2 separate regions of the Mus musculus genome follow, and region 1 is linked to region 2. The links are chromatin contacts, called in public HiChIP or PLAC-seq maps. All regions are on one chromosome and are shown on one strand. Each heading gives the region's core, a stretch centred on a gene start, on an enhancer-like site or on the middle of the called end of the contact. The rest is flanking DNA. Distances are from core to core; before and after follow the strand shown.

The links. HiChIP or PLAC-seq counts read pairs in DNA pulled down with a chosen protein or histone mark.
Region 1: a contact with region 2 is called in a CTCF HiChIP or PLAC-seq map of CD8 T cells, with 5 read pairs. The contact joins the enhancer-like site here to the promoter of Stab1 in region 2. A contact is called at or near these places in 8 of 39 promoter capture datasets (the C10 cell line, cranial neural crest, epiblast stem cells and 4 more), 1 of 15 datasets of contacts at CTCF or cohesin (CD8 T cells), 2 of 115 datasets of contacts at active chromatin or transcription factors (effector CD8 T cells and embryonic stem cells) and 3 of 9 other capture datasets (adipose tissue, liver and pancreatic islet).

What each region holds. Positions count from the first base shown.
Region 1 is chr14:31,087,134-31,093,018 of GRCm38.p6, reverse strand. It overlaps Pbrm1 (polybromo 1), which reads right to left. Exons shown (of 33, transcript NM_001081251.1): 24 at 5,358-5,503; 25 at 3,397-3,554. It also overlaps a transcript of Smim4 not described here. Among named protein-coding and RNA genes, the nearest start is that of Smim4, 39 kb to the left of the region's middle. Within about 2 kb of position 2,893, at least 24 of the 459 cell types and tissues checked have an H3K27ac peak or open chromatin away from gene starts, as enhancers often do. A contact at or near this core is called in CD8 T cells and effector CD8 T cells, where this site is marked.
Region 2 is chr14:31,165,608-31,170,712 of GRCm38.p6, reverse strand. Stab1 (stabilin 1) reads left to right here and starts at 2,072. Exons shown (of 69, transcript NM_138672.2): 1 at 2,072-2,301. The coding sequence starts at 2,221.

The DNA of each region.
Region 1 (5,885 bases), core at 1,644-4,143, 79 kb after region 2:
AGTCCTACTATATTGCTACTATAGCAATACTACTGTGGACTGGGCAATTTCTAAAGAACAGAAAATTTTCCAGTTCTGGGAGATAGGAAGTCCTAAAAATGAAGGTGCCAGTATCTGACATATTCCTGTTTACTGCACAGGAAAATTCTAGGTGTCTGATGCATGATGGACAGCAGAAGCACAAAGACAAAGACAGGAGAGTAAACCAACTTGTATGATCCCTGCCTGAAACAGTGTCTATCTACTCAGTGCATGGCTCTTTGGACCTCAGCACCTCCCACAAGATCCCACTGGCATTAAGTTTAGACTTATGAGTCCTGGAGGAACACATATATTGAAGCCTTAGCACATTAAAAGGCAAATTAACCATGTATTGTCATTTGGGCTTAAGTTATCAAATGACACACATTTAAAATGTGGGGAGAAAAAGTGGGGACTGAGATGCTTTAAGAACTGTTCTGTGTCTCTGCAACCCTGGGGATGGAGCCCAGGGTTTCATGTTAAGGATTCTACTACTGCGTGCCCAGCCCCAAATAAGGGATGTAAATTTCTACCTTAGTTATTGTGTTGACATTAAAACTACATATTGAAACATGCCTTCTTCCAAATTACAAGTAGATTCTACAAGCAAATGCTTAAGTGTCATTTCTAGTATCACTTCAAGGGCTGACAGGAATATTATGGAGAGAGGTGTATATATGTTTGTGTACTAGTTTCATCTGAACCATGATCCAGTCTATATTGTGGAGACATAGATGACTATTGTTGCTCAGAATATAGCTTCTCTACACTTTTTTTTTTTTTTTCTGAATCAAGAACTCGTTTGGAGTGGTGGTGGTGGTGATAGCCCAGCAATAAAAGCATTGGCTGCTGTCCCGCAGAAGACCCAGGTTTGATTCCCAGCACCTACAAGATGGCGTATCTGTGACTACAGTTCCAGAAGATCCAATGCCCTCTTCTTGCCTCCATGGGAAACACACGTGGTACACAGACATATATGCAAGGAAAATACACACACACACCTTAAAAAGAGCCAGAGCCAGGCATTATGGTGTACACTTGGGAGGCAGATCTCTATGAGTTTGAGGCCAGCCTGGTCTATTTAGTGAGTTCTAGGACATTCATAACTATAACTATTCAAAACCAAAAACAAACAAACTCAAAACACTGGGACAGTTATGTCACAGTTATTTTTTTCTGAAATTCTTTTGATATCACTCAATACAGTTCCTGAAGCAGTATATATTATTTTGTGATGAGTTATGCTTCTTGAGTCTTCTAAGGTCCTATAAATATAGGGCTAGAAGCAATGTTCTTTGGATTCTACTGAGTGGCCATGATTTTCTACTGTTAAAGAATAAAAGGTAAAAAAGTCATTTGAAAAGTTGCATAAAACCTAAAATTAGCCGGGTGTGGTGGCACACGCCTTTAATCCCAGTACTCGGGAGGCAGAGGCAGGCGGATTTCTGAGTTTGAGGCCAGACTGGTCTGCAAAGTGAGTTCCAGGACAGCCAGGGCTACATAGAGAAACCCTGTCTTGATAAAAAAACAAAAAGACACCCCCCCAAAAAACCCCAACCCCCCCCCCAAAAAACAAACAAACCCTAATAAAATAGAAATTAACCCAACAAATCATATAGCTGCCCTAACACAAGCAAACTTCAGTCTCACTTTCATCATGCTCCATTTTAATCTCCTTGCTGGATTTACACTAGGAAGTAACTTTGGGTATTACTTTAGTCTGGATCAGAATTTAAAAGGAAGATATTTTCTGCTACAGAAAGGCAAGAGTTTAATGACTTTACTGCTTAGTTCACTTCCCCTGTGGTAGAAAGTTGAAAATGTGCTGAATTACTAAGCAGTTTGCCATATCTAATCCTGAAAATAATTATGAGCAGCAGCATCGAATAAAGACTAACATATGTTTGAATCTGCAAATTTTTCTTTGGTTGTGATCTATGGTGGCTTCTTTAAAACCATCAACAATCTGTGGGGACTAGATTTAGCTATGCAGGTTAATGGTAGAGTGTGCACTTGGCATATACAAGGCCCTGGGTTCAATCTCTGAATTGGTGTGTTGGTGGGGGACCCACAAAACTCCAAGCACCGATGTAAAGCCTATAGCTAGTAATCTTTTAGGATGCCATCTCAAGGGATAGTGTGGCTAGTGTATGATCTAGTGGCTAGTGTATGATCTAGTGTATGATCTAGTGTATGATCTAGTAATCTTTTAGGATGCCATCTCAAGGGATAGAGTGTGGCTAGTGTATGATCTAGTGGCTAGTGTATGATCTAGTGTATGATCTAGTAATCTTTTAGGATGCCATCTCAAGGGATATAGTGTGGCTAGTGTATGATCTAGTGGCTAGTGTATGATCTAGTAATCTTTTAGGATGCCATCTCAAGGGATATAGTGTGGCTAGTGTATGATCTAGTGGCTCTCAGGGCTTGGAGAAACATAACAGCTAGCAATATTGTTAGTATATGATGATGCATACAATTAGATCTTAGAAACAAAATACCACTGGAAATACTTGATAGATGACCAAAGAGAAACCACGATAATGGAGACAATAAAATGATCAAGTTTTAAGAATCTAACAGAGGGCTGGAGAGAGGGCTCAGCCCTTAAGAGCACTGACTGCTATTCTAGAGGTCCTGAGTTCAATTCCCAGCAACCACATGGTGGCTCACAACCATCTGTAATGGGATCTGATCCCTTCTTCTGGTGTGTCTGAAAACAGCTACACTGTATTCATATAATAAAATAAGTAAATAATCCTCAAAAAAAGTCTAACAGAAACTGAAAAATGAGGCTATTCTCTCTACTTCCTACCTTACTCGTATTACACTGTTCACACAGCAGCCATGATGACTCACTTCACAGCTCTGCTCAACCCCACTATGATTTCCTTTCAAGCCCAATCACTATCTACAAGATCTACTATGTCTGAGTCTCCATAAAGTTCAAAGGGCTCATTCTTTACAACACATCCCTTCCCTTGCTCTAGTTCTCCAACCCTCTGAGATTCCAAACAAGAACAGATAATCTAAGACAACTCTTTTGCTGTTCCTAGAAGAGAGCCTCAAATAATTTTCTTTTGTTTATTTGAAAACTTCTTCAAGGGTTCATTTTGGCTGATCATGTGACCTCATCTAAACATTTATTGTCAATCTTCTTTGTTTTATTTTCATTTAAAACTCTAATTACTACCTGGTGTTCTCTGCTATTTATTTACTATCTCCCAACCTTCACCCCAATGTCTTTATGAAAGCAAAGACTTTTAATATTTTTATGCTGCTATAGACCCACTATCTAGAAGCATGCCCTGCATAGCAGCAGTACTTAATCCAAGTTTTACAGAACAACTGTGATGAAAAAGGACAAATACCTACCCAGAATACAACTCATAGGGCAGGTCTCTTCCAGATTACTCAGAAACACTTCTTTTTTGTAGAACATTTTTGTGGGCTCATGTTCTGTTTCTTCTGGATGAATGAAGATAGGGCCATAAAAATATGCAGCTCCATCTCGGACCCATACTTTCTCAATTCTTGGGGGTAGGGGGATAGAGAAATTAAGTTATAATAATTTCAATTTTGAATGATTATCTAATTAAAACCCCACTAACTAAAATGTTTCCTTGTTTAAATGAGTGCTCTGTTGCTAATTCCCTCCATTAGAAGTGGGAATCAGCTCCTCTATAAACAGTTGTGAGCCACCATGTGGGTGCTAGGAACTGAACTCAGAACCTCTAGAAGAGCAGCCAGTGCTGTTAATCACTGAGCTATCTCTCCAGACCCCTAAAATGTAGCAGCATATAGCATTAAGAGAAATTTCATGGATTCTCCTCACCCTTTAAGAGACCTTTCAGAGAAGATACTCTGAAAAAGAGAAAAGGACATTTGGCCACTCTGGGAAAAAAAAAACAAAAACAAAAACTTTAACATAGTATCAAAGTATGTAATTAGATCATTTTATTTAATTCCAGGTTTTCTTCCTGAGATGTTCAAGATGAAAACAACTAAACATTTGTCATTGGATTTGGCAAACATTCCTTCAAAACAGAGGATCACAGATCTTTGTGCAAGATCCAGCACTAAAGTACTTTCCCGTTGCGATGTTGTACTGTCCTATTTATCAACTTAAAATCAGTATTATTGTCCCACATTTGCAGGGTTCTAGACATAGAGCAACATTTTCATTTCAGTGAATAATAACTCCAATCTTCCAGTTTCCTAACTACTCACAGGAGTGAGTCATCCTTGAAAGCTCTACCCTGGAACTCCACATTGTATTTACTAAGACTGCTGTTAGCCTGCCCTCCTGAATACTACTGTTTGTAATTAGTCACACTAAAGAGGCCATCATTCTTGCTTGGCTTATCACAATAGCCTTCTAGCAGATCTCCTTGCTTCTACTCTTGGCCCCTTTACAGTCTCATCTCAATAAGGAGAAAGCAGAGCAACCCTATTAAACCAGAAGTCAAATGTTACTTCTCTGCTTGAAACAATAACAAAGACACTTTTTGTAACTCTGTAATAGTTCAAGGGCTCACATGGTTTCTGAAACCTTACATGATCTGCCCATTACCCCATCTACCACCTTTTATAGGGCTCACTATGCTGATAAGTGAATTACAGGTTAAGAGTGATGTACTTATCTCTCAGGCCTTTATTCTGGTTATTAATTCTGCCTGGAATGCTTTCCCTGATAGTCACAATTCTTACATTTCTTCACAGTAACCCAACTGCCACATTCTTTGTGAAATCTATTCAAACCATTCTCTCTGTTCTGAGCACCTCACAATTTCAACAGTATGTATCATGTTTGGTACACACATCTGAATATTATATGTACCCCATTTGAATAAAGCTCTACTGAAGTAAAATTATCTTTCAATCTTTGAGTGTTTATTTTGGGACAGGCTCTGATCTGGATCCCTTGCTCTTCCTTCCTTAGTTTTCTTTTTCTTTCTTTTTTTTTTTTTAAAGATTTATTTATTTATTATTATATGCAAGTACAATATAGCTGACTTCAGACACTCCAGAAGAGGGTATCAGATCTCATTATGGATGGTTGTGAGCCACCATGAGGTTGCTGGGATTTGAACTCGGGACCTGTGGAAGAGCAGTCAATGCACTGAGCCATCTCTCCAGGCCCCCTTCCTTAGTTTTCTAATTGCTGGGATTATACACACGTGTGCGCCCATCTACTTGCCACAGAAGTAGGAACAGGGAAAATGTGGTGTGAGGAAGCTTGAGAAATTGCCAGGGAAGGGAATTCTGTCTTCATTCTATGCATGTGGAATACTAAGTCTCAAATCTTAGACCCAACCTCATCTTCTGTAACTCACCTGCCCACACGAGGGCGCACCAAGCCGTGGGATTTGATGAAGACACAATCACCAACCTTCAGCCACATGTCATTGTACCGAAGCTGCTCAAAGTAGTGGCAACCTGGCTCACCATTGGACATCTCCACAGGAACATCTTCTTTTTCCTGTGGAGAGGAACTGGTAAATAAAGGCAGGAAACTAGCAAGAGGCACAAGAAACAACAACTCTAAGTAAGCTTTTATCAAAGTTGAGAAACCAAACATTAAATTGTTAAAATCAAAATCATAATCAGGTATTGTATTCATTTCAAATTTATAATTTTCATAAAATGTTACTAAGAAATTTTTATATCTGCCCCCCCATTCCTATAGAATTGATCTTTTCAGAATAAAGTACTGGAAAGAACTTATTAGCATTTACTTCAAAGTGGACAAATTCACACAACACACAGTACAAGAAACAAATTCTTTATACTATCTTCTTTATTGTATTTAATGTTACAGAATTTCTTCCTTCTCTTTGTGGTAATAGAGACAGAACCTGGGA
Region 2 (5,105 bases), core at 823-3,322:
CACTCAGGAGGCAGACTCAGGTGGATCTCTGGGTTCAAGGCCAGCCTGAGTTCCTTCCAGGACAGCCAAGGCTATATCTGTCTCAAAACAAAACCAAAGAACAACTTCATTTTATCCCTTCCTTGTCTGTTCCACACCGGTGTCAGTCCAGATGGTACTCCTGTCCTTTCTCAGCTAACAGTACTCCAGGAGAGACAAAAATGAACTATTAAAGAGCAGTGCCAGCTGATTGCCAGTGCCAGAGGGGCTGAAATCAGGCCCTGGGCTGCCCCAAAGCCTGGTGTCAGGTCAAAAAAGTGCTCTGAACCGTGATTAATGGAAAAAAAAACCCAGGCCGAGTTTATCTGAACAAAGAAAATCTACTTCTTTAATCAGGCAGCCCTGAGGACAGCAGCCAGAAAGACTAGCCGAGGCAACATTTAGAGGAGACAGAAAGGACTTAGTTGGCCAGTTGACGACAAAGCCTGTGGCGCGTAACTGAAGCCCATGCTGCAGCCCAGACCCATGCGTCTGCTTTGTGAGGCACAGCAAGAGATTTTAGTCCAAACCAATTAGCTTCACCATCAGAGACCACACCTACCTGGGAGAAGGGAAGAGCACACAGACATATACCATATACCTCTACCGTATACCTTTACCATATATATACACCCATAGCATATACCCTTGCAGTTAATTTACTGGAATAGAAAAGCCCCAGTTGGCCAAGAAGCAAAGTAGAAGGCTGGGCATGGTGGCATACGCCTTTAATCCCAGCACTTAGGAGGCAGAGGCAGGCGAATTTCTGAGTTCAAGGCCAGCCTGGTCTACACAGAGAAACCCTGTCTCGAAAAAACAAAAAGAAGCAAAGTAGAAAGGGAAAATGTACGGACACGTGGGAAGGAAAGAGTCCAGCAAAGGGGCAGAGGCCCTCCCTAAAGCTGTAGCCTGACTGAGAGTTTCTTCCCCAATAGGGCAGCCTTGTCCAGCCTCGGTGGGAAAAGATGCACCTTATCTTGCAGAGACTTGATGTCCCAGGAGGGCCCCATGCTCTCAGAGGAAAAGGGGAAGTGGGACGGGGAGGGATTCTGTGAGGGGGACCAGGCAGCATTTGAGATGTAAATAAATAGATATGGGCGGTGGTGATGCACATCTTTAATCACAGCACTTAGAAGGCAGAGGCAGGTGGATTTCTTGAGTTCAAGGCCAACCTGGTCTACAGAGTGAGTTCCAGGACAGCCAGGGCTACACAGAGAAACCCTGTCTCGAAAAAACAACAACAAACAAAACAACAACACTAACAACAGCAACAAGCCCAGCAACAAAACCCTTAAGTCTTATTAAATGGTGACTGAGAGATCTGCACACATGTTCTTGGGTGTGGTTTTTTTTTTTTTAAACACTATTTTTAATGAAACCTCAGTTTTATTTCATACCCGCCAGTTCTGAATTCTTTCCTGCTTTGAATCCATGAATCCTGGGTTTGCCTGAGTGGAGGTCCCTAAAAGATTAAAGGAACCCCCCAGACTGTGCTCGGTGGCTCTACCCAGTCACTACAGACTTCAGGGCCAAGTGAGGGACGTCACAGACACCCACCCACCCACCACAAGCATAGAGGACTGAAGTGCAATGGAACCTGGGCTGTGGCTGCAGAGTTAGGGGTGGGCTCAGGAAGGCCATGAGGCTGGTAGGGGAGACCAGTCTGAGGGGCTAGCATGGTGTTTCCACCTCTACTGGTGTCTGACGGAAAGACTGAGGCAGCTCACCTGGGGGCCAGCCAGCCCAGGGGCTGTCCAACAACCTCCTAGGCACCAGAACCCCGAAGCTTCTGAATGAAAAAGCCAGCTTGACAGATGCAGGGAAAATTATTTATTGGTGCTTAAATTTGCTTTAGAATCTCCCCTAGACCCCAGGCAGGTGGCTAATGGTGGGTCTGGACCTCTAGACTATGGTGCCAGGGAGCAGCGTCCTGGGCCAGGAAGCCCTGAACAGGGCCCAGGTCGTCCATGTGGGGGTCACTGGCCAGCGTCTTCCCTTCCGCCTGCAGGCTGCTGATACGCAGGAGGAAATCCTGGTGGGTTCCTGTGGGGGTGAGCTGACGGATAGCTTTTAAAGCGGCTGCTCACCCACCCTGTCCTGCCTCCTTCCTCATGCCTGCCTCTTGGAGTTCACTCGCTGCCTGCCGCTGCTGCAATCACTGTCCCCACACTACTTTTGTCTCAGACAGCAGACCTGCCTGCTATGGCAGAGCCCCGAACCCTCCTTCTGCTCTGTGTCCTGGTCCTCTGCCTGTCAGACTCCAGCTTCATCCGAGGGCAGACGGTGAGTGGGAGCCAGGGTCAGGGAACAGGGAGGGACCATGATAGTTTGTGTATGGATGTGTTGGGGTGGGGGTATCAAAGCAGCTGGTACCTGTCTGAGCTCCCTGGGGGCCCAGGGACCCAGACTATTGTTCCACCTCCCCAGGCTGAAGTCTACGGCTGTTCTACCTGAAGCTTAAAGGCTTCAGCAATTTTTCCCCTCTAACTCTGTCGGGCTAGCTGGTCATGTACTCTGGGCAGTCATCCTGGGTTGCCTAGCTTATGAGTGAACAGGGACAGAGCCAGCCCCATCCTCCTGGCCTTCTTTCCCAGACTGAGACCATAGTCTATGCGGCCCTCACCTGGGGCTTTTAAATGTGATCGTTACCTATCCTCCGGGAACTATAAACCAAGGGGCTCAATCAGAACTTGGCCACCAATATGCCCGTGGCCAGCCCCAAGCCTGTGTGGAACAGACGAGATCCATTGGACAGACAGCAACCAACAACAATGTTCTTAAGTCTCAGAGAGGCCCCTGAACGTGGCCCCTTCAGTCTTTATAGTCTTTAGCAAGCTTGTTTGTTTCTCCTGTTCGAAATCCCAGGCCCGAGGAGGAGAGCCGCAAGCTGTTCCCTCTGGAGCCATAGTTGGGACCACAGCCTGCGATTCTTACTCAGGACTGCCATTCCCCACCCAGTGTGCTGAGAACACAGGGCCTCGTGAGTGGTTGTAGCATGGCTCCGGAGGCCAAGAGGGCCTGTCCCTAGGTCTCCCCAGCTCAGAATTGCTGCGTGAGCTTTGGGGAGAGCTTCCCACAAGTGTGGAGACTGAGTTTTGGATCTGTATCTGGGCAAAGGAGCTTCCCTCGTGAAACCGAGTTCACCTTCATCTTAGGCAGCTTCCGAGGCTCCCGTGGCAGAGAGAGGGGATCCACCACCAGGCAGCCATGGGGGCTTGGTCCCGTGGGAAGGGGATTTCATGGCCAGGCCAGGGCTGGGTGGAGCAGGTGGGACATCAGGATAAACATGATGGAAAACCACAAGATCCAGGTTGTGCCAAGCTGGAAAAGCACCTTGCCACCCGTGTCCTGGGCAATGGGGACAGAGGTCAGTGAGAAATCTCAGCTCCGAGACCTGCTGTAGTTCCAGACAGTTCTAAGTCTGTCATTCTGAGACTGAAGCCCAGCCAGCCTGGGCCAGGGACGAGGTCCTGAGGTCCTTGTGGGTAGGGATGTAGCCATGCTGTCCTTACTTTCCCCTCACAGTCCCTCATCCTGTATGACCTGGGACACAAGCTGCAGCTGCTAGGAACGTAGCCTCAGAGGGAAGAGAGGACCCCTGAGTCGACAGCCAGCACAGGTGGCATTAGGACTTGGCATAGCAGGCTCCGGCAGCAGATGCAAGGAGATCTGCCTGTGGGAGGGTCTTAGCATGTGTCCGTCCATCTGCCCGGGGACGACTTTGTGTCGAGGACAAGCCTGGGGATCCACAGCCACAGCACAAAAACAGGGGCATTGGCTAGCACCCAGCTTTGTCCCCACCTCCCCACCCCCTGCTCTGATCCAGAGGAGAGGAGAGAGAGGCAGCTCACGGGGCCCTTCGGCTCTTTGGGGATTTAGATTCTAGGTGGTCAACCCAGAGACTCCCCAGGAACTTGCTTCCAGCTCGGGGGAGTTTTCTTCACCTTGCTACTGAGCTGCATGGTTCATGTCTCCACAGTTTTCCCAGCTCCCACACACAGAGAAAGCAGACGAGGCAAACTCAGCTTCGTGCTGAGCACCCTGCCAGGTCGTAAGGTGCTCCCAGGAAGCAGACCTCTGAGTCAGCTGAGGCCTCTCCAGCCTCATCCCACCCAGCTGCATCCCCAGCGGGAACGTGAGCTCCGTCTGGTGCCACTGGTGGGCAGATGAGTGCCTTGTCTCACTCGGGTGTGGTCCCCGGAGAGAGAGGTGCTGATTCGGCAGTTGGCTTATCCATCCATCACTACTGGCACACAGGCTTACAAAGCTCCAGCTTCCTCCTGGTCCTCCCTCCCTCTGAAGAACAGTTCTCAACTCACCCTGAGCATTACCCAATCCTGGCCAACCATCCTAGGGGCCCAACCAGAGTGGTAACTGGACTTTAATTTCTGCCTAGGCAAAGGGCTTTGAGGGGGGCCCACTGTCAGCCAAGGATGTTCCCCAAACCTGAAACTGAGTTGCTCAATTTCCTAGACATGTCCTGGCTCTGCAAAGAGGAGCTTCGGCATGACAAATCCAAACATAACATCATCTAGACCTGAGGTTTTGCTGAGTAACTTCCCTCTTTGTCAAGCATGAGGCCATGAGCGGAAAAGGCAAAAATCACAGTAGCAGAGAGGTGGGGGCCGGGGGCAGGGGGGTGGGGGGGCTTTGTACGCTCCACTCCACTGGAAAGTGTTTTCCTTTCTCTCTGGCTTTGGGAAGCTGCTCACCTGTAACTCATTTTAGGGAAGGGGTGTTCTGGAGGCACCAGTTTACAGTGTGGTCAGCATTTTCAAGATAAGAACATGTTTTTCTCCAAGCCATTCCCCCATCAGCGTGTATCTCCCTCTCAGCCCATTCTCTCACAACTATAGGCTCAGTCTGCGCGCTCCGGGGTATAGCACTGTGACCCAGAAGGTGGTCCCAGTGGAAAACTGGTGGGCGTCGTTTCAGGCCACTGAATGGGGCTGCAGGATGGAGGCAGGCAGGAGCTCTTCAAACCTTCTACTCCCTCCAGCATGCTGTTGTTTCCTCGGCTGCCCTCGAGGAATGCCCTCCTTCCTCACCCCCCCTCAGTTCTCCACAACAGTGGTCAGGCAGGCATC